Regions from separate parts of the Macaca mulatta genome. Here region 2 is linked to region 1. Evidence: chromatin contacts called from public Hi-C data. All regions are on one chromosome and are shown on one strand. The core of a region is the stretch at or near the end of the contact, and the rest is flanking DNA. Distances in the headings are between cores, read along the strand shown. Region 1 has its middle 94 kb from the start of ARID1B. Region 2 overlaps ARID1B (AT-rich interaction domain 1B).

What was found. A called contact is a pair of places that touch in the nucleus more often than the background predicts.
Region 2: a contact with region 1 is called in a Hi-C map of liver, with 3 times the contacts expected there. The contact joins two enhancer-like sites. A contact is called at or near these places in 3 of 14 Hi-C or Micro-C datasets (fetal cortex germinal zone, fetal cortical plate and liver).

Annotation. Positions count from the first base shown.
Region 1 is chr4:75,521,594-75,529,319 of T2T-MMU8v2.0, reverse strand. No RefSeq gene overlaps it. Among named protein-coding and RNA genes, the nearest start is that of ARID1B, 94 kb to the left of the region's middle. Within about 2 kb of position 4,014, at least 37 of the 40 cell types and tissues checked have an H3K27ac peak or open chromatin away from gene starts, as enhancers often do. A contact at or near this core is called in liver, where this site is marked.
Region 2 is chr4:75,869,685-75,877,410 of T2T-MMU8v2.0, reverse strand. The region is part of intron 4 of ARID1B (AT-rich interaction domain 1B); the gene reads right to left. Among named protein-coding and RNA genes, the nearest start is that of ARID1B, 250 kb to the right of the region's middle. Within about 2 kb of position 4,055, at least 23 of the 40 cell types and tissues checked have an H3K27ac peak or open chromatin away from gene starts, as enhancers often do. A contact at or near this core is called in liver, where this site is marked.

The DNA.
Region 1 (7,726 bases), core at 2,765-5,264:
GCTGTGGCCCAGGCTGGAGTGCAGTGGCCGGATCTCAGCTCACTGCAAGCTCCGCCTCCCGGGTTCACGCCATTCTCCTGCCTCAGCCTCCCGAGTAGCTGGGACTACAGGCGCCCGCTACCTCGCCCGGCTAGATTTTTGTATTTTTTAGTAGAGACGGGGTTTCACTGTGTTAGCCAGGATGGTCTTGATCTCCTGACCTCGTGATCCGCCCGTCTCGGCCTCCCAAAGTGCTGGGATTACAGGCTTGAGCCACCGCGCCCGGCCTATCATGCTACTCTTTCTCAGAGGTAGTGAAGAGGTTTTCTGAGTGCCTCACTTCACATGAGCCTTGAGTAACTGAAATCCAGGTAATAGAGACTTCATTGTGCATTGCCTGAGAATTTCCTTGGGCTTATATCCCTCTCCAAATTGGGAAGGTGTGACCATACCCCTGCTGAGCCCTGCTGGGGAGAAGAGCCATGCATTGCACTCCTGGATTCTCTGAGGTGTTTGGCCTCATGCCCAAACACCCTCAGAGGACTGTTCATTTGCTGTCAGAATCGCAAGCCTTCCTGATTAGGTAGTAATGGATACAAAGCTTTCCTATGCCCTGAAAACCAGATTTTTTTTTTTTTTTAAATGGCCACATGCTCTCCACTCCACAAGCAGGGGAGTCCACAGAGCATCAGAACAACCTGACACACAAGTCTCATTCACACACACACACACACACACACACACACACACACACACATTCAATACCACTTGCATTTTTATGATCCAGAGAGGATAAGAAAACTGGTTTATTCTAGAAGAAACTGATGATCACCATCCTTATAGCCATCTCTCTAAATCTCATTCATGCTCTCTGTGTGACCCTGAGGGTCACTGGAACCTTCTGGTGCTCTTAGTTCTCCAGAGGACTCCCTCGGCCATCGTGGTAGAGAGCTTTCCTACTGGCCGTGTGGCTGCTGACGCTGCTAGGACATGAACATTTGGAATTTCTTCCAAGGATGAAAAGGACATGGTAAATAATGTCTCAATGAGTTTTCTTACCTACATTGCCTCTGCCATCTCTTATTCAGAGGTAATATCTCCATTCATATGACTGCCATAAGGCAAATCCAATGGTAGGAAGACAAGGTAGAAGCATCAGATGATCCTCTCGGCATTGACACCTGCTCCCATTTAAGAGATGGGGAGAGAAGCCAGTGTGTGAAATGATAACAGTTTCTGTCATTCCACGTATGCTTAGCAGGTGCCAGGATGTGCCAAGCACTTTGGACATGGAACTCATTTTTCCCTCCAACCCTATGGAGTAGGAATGCTAACACCTAGATTTTACAGGGGAAGAGATGGCAAACTGGAGCAGGTAAGTCACTTTTTCAAGGTCATGGAACTAGTAAGTAGCTGTGTCAGTCAGGATGACTTAAACCGGGCTTTGATAACAAAGAGCTCCCAAATATTAGTGGCTTACAATATCAAAGATTTATTTCTCCCTCCTGCTAAATGTCTACCAAGGTCTCTGGAGGCTTCTTCCTCAATCTGAGACCTCGGCAGACACTACCGGGACACTGCTGGTTGTCATGCAAGTGGAAAAGGAGAAGACGGCAAAGTGCTCAATGTCCACACTACTTCTGTTTATTTTATTGGCCAGAGGCTGTCACATGGTACCTGTAACTTCAGAGGGCCGAGGAAGTACACTTTTATTATCTGAAAGGGAGAGGAGGAATTTTTGCAGACAGCTCTAATGACCACCACAGTGGTAGAGGAAGGATCCGAGAGGAAAGGCATTTTCTGAAGTCTATGCTCTTCACTCCTATGAGAGCTTCCACCCATGGAGCCCTGAGCACCTCGTGGGGTCCAAGCACTAAGAGTTTTACAGATATCGTTTCTGGTCTTCACAACCACTTGTTAGGTAGATGCTAATATTCCCTTCATTTCGAGATCAGGTTACTGAGGCCCAGACAGGTCTTGAAGTAGCTTGACCGAGATGGTACAGGGAGTAACAAATAGCACGTGTGCAGGCCTCTGATTAGTGTGACTCGGGAGGCTCTCTTCTTTTCTTTGCCTTGAGGATTTCCAGTGCCACAGACATCATTTCAGTTTCACAACAGAAAACTTACAAACATTTTCACAAGATTAAAACTTTGCTTAATCTTGTGTTCATTTATTTATTGTTTTATTAATTGCTCATTGTAAAAATTCAGGTAATACTTACAGGCATGAAGGAGAAAGTGAAAAATCACTAACAATCAAAACATCAAGAGAGAGCCGCTGCTAACATTTAAGTATGCCCCTCCAGATCTGATCATCTGTAACTTGTTTCTTCACATAACAATCGATTGTGAACATCCTTCCAAGAAATACACTGCAGTTTTAATGACTGCATAATATTCTGTTGAGTGACTGTGCTACAGTTTATTTAAAATTCCTTGATGATCCACATTTATCTTGTTTTCAATCTCTCCCTATTGTCTTGTTAATTCTGAATTCCAGCTCTTTCTTAACAGTGATGTCTAAAATCTCCTGTGTCTCTTATGCTTTCACTGATGAGAAACATTATTATGGTCAAAGATCTTTAATGAAAACACTAGTTCCTCTTTGTTACCTCTTTTCTTTCTCCCTCTTACATAAAGACCCCCCACAAATGGTACTAAATGTTTTGTTCTGGGAGTTTCAGGCCAGGGATTTTCCTTGACATTTCTTTTTTGTTTCATGTAATTTTTCTGAAATTCCCCTATAAACTGTCCTGTTCTTCTTTTTACTTTTGTTTTTGTATATCCACATTCCTTATTTTATTATATATTTGCACGGCCATATTCCGGAACCACTGAACAGCATGTTTTGTGCTTTTCCTGGCTGTTACCTGTGTTGCAAGGTATTCAGTGGCTTCCTGACTTCCTTTGCTATGCCCCCTGAGTAACCTCCTATGCAGATTTACCACTTGCCTACTCATTGTATGTTCCCTGCTTTGCTCATGCTGTTCCCTCAACCTGGAGTGGCCTTTATTGTCATCTGCAGACCAACTAGAGTTGGTGTTCAGAATCCAGCTCAAATGCCTGGCCTTTCACAAAGCACCGTCTGACCCTTTAACTGTTCTTTCCTCTATGCTTGGTAGTATTTTACTATTACCTCCAATATATGCTCATTTAGGAGGCATCTATTGGGCACCTATGGTGTGCCCTGGAGGGCTGGGGCAGATACAAACACCGATTAGCCTTGGTATCCACCCTCTAGGAGCCCAGGGAAATAGGAAGACAGAACTGGAACCCAGTGTAGTTCGGGCTGAAATGGAGGTCAGCAGAGACGCCAAGGGAATGACACGGCCACTCCAGCTCTCTCCGGCTTTTCTTTAAGGCATCTTTTCCCTTAGTAAAAGTCAAGATCCTGAGGGAGAAGTAATCCTTTTTAATTCACCTTTTCGGGACTTTGTGGCAGCGCTTAACGCGCCTTATGCTAATGGCACACGTCGGGGGGCTCCCGGGAGAGGACGGGTGGGCGGATCCCAGGCGCAGGTCCAGTCCCATTACCCACATTTCCCGGAGCCCAGTCTACTTTTCACATCTTTCATTCCCCCTGAAATAGATGCTCATTAGCCTCCAGATTTAGAATAGGCGCAATGACTATTTCACGAAAGCCTGGAAAATATGACTTTTCCAGAAATGGCTTAAGTCGGTCATAGATCTTCAGGCTCCTGGCAACTGCGGGACGGGTGTGTGCCCTAATTGCATCCATTTCCTCCTAGGCCTGATTGGGAAACTTGCACCGGCATCGCAAGCCCCGCTCTGCGGCCTCCAGGAGCGAGTGAGGGACGCGGGAGAGGGGCTTTTCTTCGGGGCGCGCGTCCCCCAGCCGCCGGCTTCTCCAGCTCCTCGCCGGGCCGCGCTGCCGCCCAAACTCCGCGGCGCCGCCCGCTCCGCGCCCGGCTCCGGCCCAGGTTTTGCTGCCCGCCCGCCGCCGCGCTCGCCGAGCCGGAGGCTGGCGCCGCGGAGGCCGCCGCGGCCGGGGCGTGGGGGCCGCACCGCGCACGCGCGCCCGCGGCGTCTGAAGCTCCCTGCGCCCCGACTCCGCGCGGCCGGAATCCTCTTGCCGCCGCCCCGCCCGGAGCCGCCCGGGACCCGGACCCCGCGCGCCCCGCGCCGGGCGGGGACTATTTTCTCTGCCCGTGTCCTCTCCTCTCCCCACGCCGGGGAGGAACATTCCTGGCTCTCCCCGCCCGGCTGCGTCTGTTCCCGCTCCTCCCCCGCCGCGTGTTTTCCGCCCCAGTAAAGATCGTGCCACACAAATAAGCCTCGAATGCCCTTTGCCGAGCGGGCGGGAGGGCAGCGAGCGCAGAGCCCGAGCGGGCCATTTTCAGGGCGCGTCTCCGGAGCCGCTAAAAGTCTTGTTTTCTCCCAAAAGTGGAAGGTGGGAGGGGGAGCGGGCGTGGGGCCGCTTCCAACTGCTACACACGCTCGAATAGTTGTCAGTAAAATCAAACTGACGTCAGCCCCGGGGAAAAAGATAGGTCTCTTTTGTTCTCATGTTCTCCCCCCGCCCCTTGTGATCAAAGGCAAAAAACATTTTTTTGGAGGTGGGGGGAAGACAAAAAGGGGGAAAAAATTGCAATGCAGAGAGATAGCTTCCATTAGAGCGCCTGCCCGGGCGATGGGAATGTTTAATGAATGCATCAAGCCTTTTGATCACCCTCGCTCGGTTGGGTTCAGTAGTGCCGGAAGGTTAGTTGCATCTCCTGTGGCTGATCTGAAATTCGATCAGCAGAGGGGGCAAAGAAAAGAAAGGCATTTTAATGGGAATCAATAGAGGATCATAGGTCTTGGAAGGAAATACGTGTTGATTAAAAATGCCACAAGATTAAAAAATGTCCACGACTTTTTTAAAAAGAGAAAAAGGAAAAAACAGGAGAGAAAGGAGAGAGAGAGAGAGGAGAGAGGAGAGGGGGAGGAGGAGGGGAAAAAAACCCTTAGCAATCTATTTTCTCTGTGTGTTGCTGCCAGAGAGGCAGTCAGCAGACCAACAGTTTGTGTAATGCTTCAAGCTACAGCGGGCAAATTTAAAGCTGTATGCTCAGAACAACATAATAAATACTTATTGAAAATGCATTTCTATTTCTAAGCGGGGTTCACTCATGCATTATACAAAGCACCTAGGGCTGCAGTAGCGAGACGCAAGGGGACAAATAAGGTGTACTGTGGCTCAAGTTCTTTAAACTCTCCAGCTTTTAAGTTGACAGCAAGAACATAGACACTTAAAAAAATGTGTAAAAAACTAAACTAATAGCTTGAAAGATACCACGGACTTAAATTGTCTGAAACTTAAAGTTGTAATTTTAAAAAAATTTGATAACTGAGGTTGAGGAGAAGGGTAGCAAGGGGAGTTAGTGGTAGATAGCATATTGATTGGGTTACAGAGTGGAAAATTATTGCCCTGTAGGTAGAGAAAGTGATCAACAGTGTGATAAAAACGGTGGAGGGTTTTATGACTATCCATCTACTACAGTGGGAAAGGGAAAAAGGTTTTTAAACCCATTCTTTGACAGAAAAACACAAATATACACCCTGTTGCATAGCCTTTTAGAAAGAAATCAATTTACATTTTTACATTTTTGCATGTTAAAGAAAGTTTCTACATTATTGTGGCGGTGGAGCCTTCCTTTCAATAGCCTTTTAGGGGCTCCTCCAGAGCTCCTGCATTCTAGTCCTATCCTTTACTCATCTTCCTTATTTTTACCTTTTCTTTCAATCTCTTTGAAGGACATAAAAAGTGTCAAAGAGGTTTCTCAGGGCAATTTCCATTGGGTGTTCCTAATATTTAATTTCAGTAGTTCGGATAAAGGAGGATCTGTTATAATAGAGGTTTCCTTGTTGAGCCACGAATTATCTTACCTCAATGTTTTTGGTCTCTACTAGATTATAAAATCCTTGAAGGCAGAGGACATATCTCCTCTATCATTTATATTTCCAACAATGCCCCTTAGAACAAAACCTTGCACCTGGGAAATAGTAGAGAGAGCTCATTGAACACTTCGGGTTAATAGCGGCAGATGGCCCATTGGATTTCAGAGAGGAAAAGTCATTGCTGGGTAACCTCAGAGAAGTGACTCAGCTTCTCTGAGCTTCAGGTTCCTCTTCTGTAACGTTTGAATGTTTATATCTACCTAACAGGACTCACTTTTGTGAATGAAATGTTTGTAAAGCACACTGTGTAGTGTGTAATATCTGCACATATATACACATATATATCTAAATATATATACATATATAACGTATCTAAATATATATATAACTTTTATGTTCTATTTATCATATATCTATTTATTTATTTTATTAATTTATTTTTTGAGATGGAGTCTCATTCTGTCGCCCAGGCTGGAGTGCAGAGGTGTGATCTCCGCTCACTGCAAGATCTGCCTCCCCCTCACACCATTCTCCTGCCTCAGCCTCCTGAGTAGCTGGGATTACAGGCGACCACCACCACGCCCGGCTAATTTTTTGTGTTTTCAGTAGAGACGGGGTTTCACCGTGTTAGCCAGGCTTGTCTGAAACTCCTGACCTCACGTGATCCACCCGCCTTGGCCTCCCAAAGTGCTGGGATTACAGGTGTGAGCCACCGTGCCCAGCCATTATCTATCTATCTATCTATCTATCTATCTATCTATCTATCTACCTACCTACCTACCTACCTACCTATCTTGTTCCTTCTTCTAAGATTTCTCCCACCCAGAAGCCCTGACTCCTTTATTCACACTCTTGTGTAGTCCCCTCCTTGAATCAGGACTGTAGCTGGATTGATGCTTTATGACATTCAAGGCTAGATTGTAAGAATCTTGCTGCTTCTACTTGGGACTCTTGGAATGCTCACTCTTGGGACATTCCCTACCAGGACCCAGCTGCAATCTTCAGGAATCAGGGATCTCGTGTAGGTGAGATCAAGTGGGCAGGTTGATAGTGTGCAATGAACTCCCAGCCAACAGATAACATCAACTGCCAGCCAAGTGAATAGGCCATTTTGGATGGCCAGGCCTGTGGAAACTTCTGGTGACTCCAGCCCCAGCTGTTGTCTGACTGCAATTGTGTGAAAGACTCCAAGCAAGAACTGCCCAGCTGTGCTTAGTCAGCCCGTAGAACCATAAGAGATAATATATAAAGCGTGCAAATAAAAAAACAATTTTACAGTAGGTACTAAATCTGCATGTTGAATAAACGGAAGTGAAATAAACTAGCTGCTGGGCAATCTCATCCTTACCCCTTCCCTCCTGCCCCTGTTATTCTTTGTCATCCCCAGTGGCATGCCAGACCTTATTCCTGAGGCTGTTAAACTAGCTGTGACTACATTAAAATGGAATTTGGTAAGCCTTTTCCTCAGGAGGCTTGGAGTCCAACTGGGCAAGAAGAAACTTTTCTCAAAAGGGGAAGCCATTCTTGCACTGCTAGGTCCTGGCATAGGATAATGATTGTTAAACTATCTATTGTTAAATGAAAACATTATTTATTTTCTGTAACATGCCGATTGGAGGGAGGAAAAGTTATCTAGGGTTTGAGCTGGCCTTTGCTTATAGGGTTTTTTTTTTTTTTTTTTTTTTTTTTCAGTTTCTTTCTGATGTAGTTCTACCTTTCCTGGGATTTTCAAAATCTTAGAATTCAGAAGAACAAATTTCTACTGGTTTAGAAGCCACCAAAATGAGAAGATATAGTATCTTACTTTATTAATTTTGATATTTATGCACTAGCTAATTACTTGG
Region 2 (7,726 bases), core at 2,806-5,305, 350 kb before region 1:
CAAAAACTGAAAACAATCCAAATACCCTTCAACTGATGAGTGGATAAACAAAACTATGATCATATCCAAACAATGGAAAACGACTCACAAATGAAAAGGAATTGACTTTACTGACACAAACAAGGACATGGATGACTCTCAAACGCACTGTGCTAAGTAAATGAAGCCTGACTCAAGAGGCCACCCACTATATGATTCCATTCATATGACATTCTGGAAAAGGCCAATCTACATGGAAAGAACACAGATCTGTGGCAGCCAGGGCTTGGGTGTAACAGGGAGGAACTAACTATAAAGATAGAGGGGAACTCCTTAAGGTAACAGGAATGTTCTACCGTCCTACTAGAATACTGTTCTGCCTTACGCATCATTGTTAGGCATTTCTCAACATAGTAATCCATCCACAATGCTCAGAAAACTTTCATCTTGTCCAAATATTCAGACATGAATTAAAACAATATCCCATAGTTTCTCATCTTAAAATTCCTTTAGTTTCCACTGTGTAACACATCTTTTTGTTTTGATAAAGTGTTCTAGAATACAGAGTTAAATTTTACATTTGATAATTTCTAGACATTTCTGCATGATTTGGGAATTGCTACAATTTTCTTATGGAGGAGGCCAAAGTTTTTGAGATTTTTTGCTTTGGAGTAAGGGATCATTTATCTACTAAATTTCTTTGTTATTTCATACAACTGCACAAAAATGTCAACTTTAACATGAAAACCGGCAAATCAACTTAAAATCAGAACTGCAGCCAATGGTGACGTCGTCTGCACAAGCGCAGGCATGAAAATTATTACACAACCTTCAGATCTGAAGCATGGCACTTAACATTTCATCACCGTACCTTTTTCTTACAGCTCAGAAATGTCCAGAATTACACCATGAAGTTCCTTTCTACTTAGTAGCAAAAAGCACGAAATGTAGTCTCAAGGATGAAAAGCTAGATATTGTTTTCTTTCTTTTTCCTTTCTTTTTTTAACAGAATCTCACTCTGTTGCCAACGCTGGAGTCCAGTGGTGTAGTCAAGGTTCACTGCAACCTCTGCCTCCAGGTTCAAGTGATTCCCCTGCCTCAGCCACCTCAGTAGCTGGGATTACAGGTGTGTGCCACCAGGTCTGGCCGGTTTGTTGTTGTTGTTGTTGTCTGGCCGGTTTGTTGTTGTTGTTGTTTGTTTGTTTATATTTTTAGTAGAGATGGGGTTTTGCCATGTTGGCCAGGCTGGTCTCGAACTCCTGACCTCAAGTGATCTGCCGGTCTCAGCCTCCTGAAGTATTGGGATGAAAGGCATGAGCCACTGTGCCCAGCCCCGAAAAGCTAGATTTTTGATGTATGAAACATCTACACCCAGTAAGCCCTTTCAACATTCTAATATTAAGTAGACTCAATTTGTCCACTCAACTTTGTTCATACAAATCTGCTTTTAAACAAAAATGAGGTTTCTGAAATAATTTACAACCAAACATAAAAAGAAACTTGTCACTTGGCAGTAAGATTCATTTATGTTATGTTTTTCCAAGAGTTTATAAACAACCTTGGTCAGTGTTTGGGATGAAACGACCCCAGTTCCTGAAAGAGTTAAATCACATATCGTTTTTGTGGCAGGAAGGGCATAAGATGCAGTGTTCCACAGAGCGGCACTTCAGCACCGCTGACGCAAAACGTTGTAAGACAAATCCTTCTTCTACAAAGAGGCCTTCAAGTTAAGTAACATCTCTACATAGGCAGATAAATCTCATATGAAATGTAGGCTGAATGCCATGGTTTATGTTACCAACTATTTTTAATAAAAATTCACTATTTTTAAAATGGGGAAATTGGTGAAAGTTTAAAGAATAAATAACCTGAGATAATGTAGCTACAATCTACATGCAAAATTAGTCAAGCCATACACTTGCTTGAAATCTCACTTGAATGTATTATTTATATCAAGACTACCTTTAGCAAACCTAGGGGAGCATAGGACTCACCCACTCACTATGATATTAGGTAGGTAAATTTTAACTTCAAAATTTGCTGTAAACTTTGCAAATGTTTGTAGCAAATAGAAATTACTGTTGGAGGAGCAGAAGTCATAAGTGACTCCCAAATAGATAAACCTTGTTGATATTTACTTGGGTTAAGATTTTAAAATCCAAGACTTTCCAAATAACATTAAAATAGTGGCTGCAAACTAAACTTTGATGTACCTACAATGTCAGACCCATTATGACCAATGGCAGGTCAGTGTAACAGCAGAACATGCCAGGACGATGGGGGGAAATCATTTTTTCACTCAACTCTAGTTACACTGTTTTCAAATTGCTCCAGTTTATGTAAAATAATTTGTATTGTTTTCTTTTTTAATTGTACTTACCCCTTCTGAGATACACAGAAAATTAAGCTTTTCCATAAATTCAGTATTCACAAAGCTGGGGAGTTAAAAGCTTGTAAACCCCAAATTCACTGACCTGCATCAATTTAACCACTATTACAAGAGACTGCAGCTCAAAACCTAAAAGGAGTTGCTAATCCTGCCCTACAGATAGTAACCAGTGAGTGTTTATTCTCACAAAGCATTTGCTCTTCCTGTTAGGAAGCGCAGGAGTGAGGAGAGGATATGGAATACGAGAGTACCTCCTTGTATGCAACTCACTCCTTCTTATGAAACACGTAAATAATATGAAATTTAACTTAATTGAAACTGTAACTGGCAAATGTCATCAGTTAACAACAATGATCAAGGTTAGAAATGTCCCTGCTAACAATTATTTTTATAAAATCTGTCTGTATACAGATCACACACACAGAAATTGCTACATGAAAATTTCTATGCATATTCACACGTGTGGTAATTACTACAAGGCATAAAAACAAACAGAAGAATGTTAATATTTAGAACTCTTCAAGGCCAGTTCTCTTAACCATCTCAAAATACTTTTGGATTCTGTCTCTACATCAACACCGAAAACTTTAAACTACATTGTTATAATGGATCATCAATTAAATTTGCAGAATTCCAAAATTAAGTTGCTTTGAGTCTGATAAAAATACACACATAACAAGTTATAAGTTATCTGCATAAGAAGTATCAACAAGAGAATAAACAGCTAGAATTTACGGTCAAACAAATTCTATAGTCCACAGAGTGAGAAAAAAGTGTAAAAAGCAAAGCGGCCATCGCTGATTGCTACTAGTAGGATAAAATTCATGTCTTGGTTAATCTACTATAGTTTTATGTGTTGTTTAGCTTACTTGAAAAAGTCGTCAAATGCCCCTAGATTGCAGACTGCAACATTCTACCTAAAACACCTACAAGTGACCAAGAGACCACCCAGTGATCCCAAAGTCTCCAAGGCAGAGACAGGATGAAAAATATCCCGACAAGACTCTTTAGCATTTAATTAAGAACAGGAAAGCACACGCAGGAGATGAAACTTTACAAGCCTAGGCGTTTCTCGGCTTAAAAAAAAAAAAATGCTGTGAGTTGGTTTTCCCAGCAAGTAAGGTTGATGAGCATGCACTTGGCTCCAAGATGCAGCTATTACACAAATACAATCCAAGTGCCTGGCTAAGCCGCCCAGCCTCGGTGCGTCGGGCAACAGCCAATGGCGGCGGTGTGCCAGCCTCGTCTCGCCCACCTCCCGCTGGCCCCGCCCCTCCACCTCGCCCCCTTCCGCGGCCCCGCCCCGCCACCCCGTCGCCCCGCCCGGTTCTCGGCGGCCTGGGCTCGCGGCACGGCCCTTCCTGTATAGTTCCTGGCTTTTCCACCGTTAGCTGCTCGTTTCAATTACGCGAACGAGTTCCAACTCATCCAGCCCTTAAGTTTGGGTGGTGGTTTTGAGAGGGGGAAAGCGATGCACCACAGGAAGCAGGGGAAAAATAAAACCTTAAGCGCTGGGCGCGCCACGCGGGACGCCGCGGTTAGGGGCGCGCAGCGAGGTAGGGGGGCGACGGCGCAGAGGAAACGCTCGGTGCCTGCGTGAGTCTGGCCGCGCCGGCTCATGTGAACGGGGAGCTGTGTCAGCATAAACTTTAGAAAACACGCTGTGCGTGAGGCCGCCGCCTCCAGGAGGAGCCTACGGGCGCGCGGGGCGGACGGTGCTTGCAGGCGGCAGCCGTGCGCGTCCGGAGGGGAATGTGGCTGCGGCCGGCGCCTCCCTCCGCGGAGGCCCACAAAGGCCCGTCTGTGCGCGGCGCGGCCCGGGGAGCGCCGCGGCGCCGTCTGAGGAGCCCGGGCCTGTCCGGTCAGGCTGGGGACGCGGTTGTTTTCGTCCCCCTGTCCCCGCCCCCACGAGCCTACGTGAGGGGTAGGGAGGGCGGTGCCGGAACCCCCGCCCGAGGCGGGCCGGGGCGAGAGGAGCGAGCCGGGCCTGCCAGCAGAGGCCGCCGGGCTGCTGTGTGGCTCGGTTCTCGCCGCCCTCATCCTCGCCCGGCGCCTCTGCGGCAGGGTTAATTCCGCCCACAGCCTGGTGGTCCCACGCCCCGGGGGATTCCGGGATCCGTGGAATCACTGGTTCTCCCTTCGGAGGTGTCCGGCTTCGTCCGTGGGCGCGGGCGAGTCTCCCCGCTGCACCGCGGGGCCGGCGCGTGAAGAAAACAAAAGAAACCAAGGCGAGCTGTGGACGCGCAGTGAGGACCGGAAAGCGCGGCCTGAGAGCCGGCGGCCTGGAAGCGGCCCTGCGTCCTTCACACCCTCTCTGTAAAATTCCCTCTCTCAAGCCAGGCTCTGGCCACGAGTGAAAGCGCAGCTGAGGAGGGAAGGACGCCGCCGCCGCGCAGGCATCCGGGCGGGGACGGGTGGGCGGGAGATTCCGGGCCGCTGTTTCAGGGCGAGCGCTGAAAGTTTCCGTGTCCCGAATCTCTAATTTCTTTATCAAGTTCTGCAAAGAAGCAACATTCCTTCGGCCATTAAGATTATAAGAATGTATCGTTTTTAGCCACAAGTTCCAGGTTACTTTTTGGAAGAAAAGGACTCAAGTAGATAGGGAAAGAAACCACGTACAGCATAAACTCACGTTACCACTCCTTAAAAAAACATTATTATTGAGTTATGACCAAGAGTTATATAAAGAGAGAAGTGACAAGTCTTTGGTGAGGAAAAAGCCATGGAAAAAAAATTGGAGAAGCAAAAATAATTTTGAGGAAATTACAGTTTGAAACCACCACCATTTAATATTTTGACTCGGGATCTGAGTAGGAGAAATGGCCAAGCTAGGCTTCTCTGTTGTTTATGTGATGCCATCTCATTCAGTTCTACCTACTATTTATAGCTCCAACAGCATCAGAAAGAAAAACATGCCTAGTGGCTAGAGAAGAATTAAAACACAACCCCTTATAAAAAAGTTAAAGTTTGGGTTAATTTTTTTAAAAATTTCAGATTATATATTTTTAGGTTCCAATTTACAGTTGTGTGGTTATATATCATTGCAATAAACGATCTGCCCATGGACTGGTTTTCGGTTTTGAGACATGTTTAAATTATATCCCTTACAGAGTGCTCAATTGCATGGGGGCAAATGACTAACATAAAATGACTACAAGGTTAAAAAGCAAGAATAAAGAACTACATCCATTTTAGGTCAGTTCTTCATCAGAGAAGGAATGTTAAAAATTTATTTCCATCCAATTCATTTTCTAAGTATTAATTTTCCTAAATAAAACATTTCCTTAACGGCAAATTTGCTTGTTATGTCTATTCCCTCCTTCCTGAAATGACTTTCTTCTGACAGTTTTGTCTTTTGTTACTTCTTCCTCCTCCAAATTGTGCCAATTTGTTTCACTTTTTATTCATCTTTGCTAAAAGAGAAAGGCAGGAGGCGAAAAAACCCTGAAGGACTTGAGATTTTCAGATGGTTCTAATTCTAGAAACATAATGGCTGCATAAGAAGGGGAAGACAGGAGTCATCCAGATACACCCAGATTTTCTCTTGGCTTGGTGGGCTGAATGAATGGCATGGTTGTGTCCTCAGCAATTTGACATGCTTGTGGTATATCCGTGGAGGTGACCCACTGGCAGTAGGAAATATGCATCATGGTACAAGTTGCAGGAGACTAAAGAACATGGATTCGCAATTAGATGACAGTTGTGAGTGTGGATGACAGAGTTTTATCATAAAAAGTCATCGCAAAGGATGAGATGAGAATAGATAGAGCCTAAAAAAGAACCTTCAGGAGTACCAACATTTAATGGACAAGTTCTTCCCTCCTTCCTTGATGAAAGCAAAAGCCATCAGGCTAGAAATTTTACAATTTCAGAACTGCTTTTTCCTCCAAATCTAGAGAGAAATAGGAAGTGAGACATGGACTCAGGTAACACTATGCAGAACTGAATTTAACTCCTCCAAGCAGTGGCTTTGGAGAAGTCAGGCAAGTTTCTTAGCATCTCTGGGCTTCAGCTTCTTCATGTATATAATGACAGCCTGCTCTGATGGTTGTTATGAGAATGAAATCAGCACTTACCAGATGCTGGCTATGAACATCATCTGACCATTCCTGAAATACAGACTAGCCTCCATTCCCATTACCAATGCCTTGAGACTTGCATCTCTCCTCCTAAGCCTAGAATACTGTGAAACTGGCTCTTTCCAACCCATTCTCCCTCACAGTGCCCCCAGTGTCCTCTTCAGATAACAGATTTGAATATGTCATTCTACTTAACATCCCTCAGACCATAAGAACTGGGTCTAGACATCTTACCTCAGGATAAAGGGCTTTGGAGAATCTGTTCCTAATCTGCCATGTGATATCACCCCCTACCCTCAACTCATTAATGGAACATGAAGCACCCTGTCATGATGAATGTGCTGAACCTACTGTATTTTTTTTTCAGCCCTTTATTCATACAGATCACTTTCCCTGTACGTTTGCCCTTTGAGGTCATGCTTCCAAGTCTTCCCTGACGTCCCATGGTTGGAATGTACTGCACTTTATGTACTACTGCATTGGACTGATAGAATTTTACTGTTTTATATGTAATCGCATACATGTCTATTTTCCTTTTAACCTCTATGAAGGCAAGGTCCATCCATTGTGAATTTATGTATATTTTCCCACCTGAAGAATCCATAGAAAAGTTTGCTACAGATTAATTTAGCTACTAAATTTAAGCAGAAATGAAAGATGTGCTGGAAACCAGAAATTCTCATAGGCCAGAAATCCAAAACTTCAGATTAGTAAACAAGAGTAAGGTTGAGACCTGAAAGTTATCTTTCTCACATGTAGATCAGTAATAATTTTTGACAATCTCTAGGAAGCAGAGGTTTATCATAATAAGGAAGTAGTTATGCCAGGCATGGTGGCTCATGCCTGTAATCCCAGCACTTTGGGAGGCCAAGGCAGGAGGATCATGAGGTCAGGAGTTTGAGACCTGCCTCACCAATATGGTGAAACTCTGTCTCTACTAAAAATACAAAAATTAGCTGGGTGTGGTGGCGCACGCCTGTAGTCCCAGCTGCTGGGAGGCTGAGGCAGAACAATCGCTTGAACCTGGGAGGCGGAGGCTGCAGTGAGCCGAGGTTGCACCACTGCACTCCAGCCTGGATGACAGAGCGAGACTCCATCTCAAAAGAAAAAAAAAGGAAGCAGTTATTTTTAAAATGTACTACTTTTTGTTTAGACATTCTTGCCCTAAACAGCCAGTTTCCATTTTATTATTTTACTTTTAGAGACAGGGTCTTGCTCTGTTGCCCAGGCTGGAGTGCCATGGCACGATCGTGACTCACTGCAGCCTCAATCTCCTGGG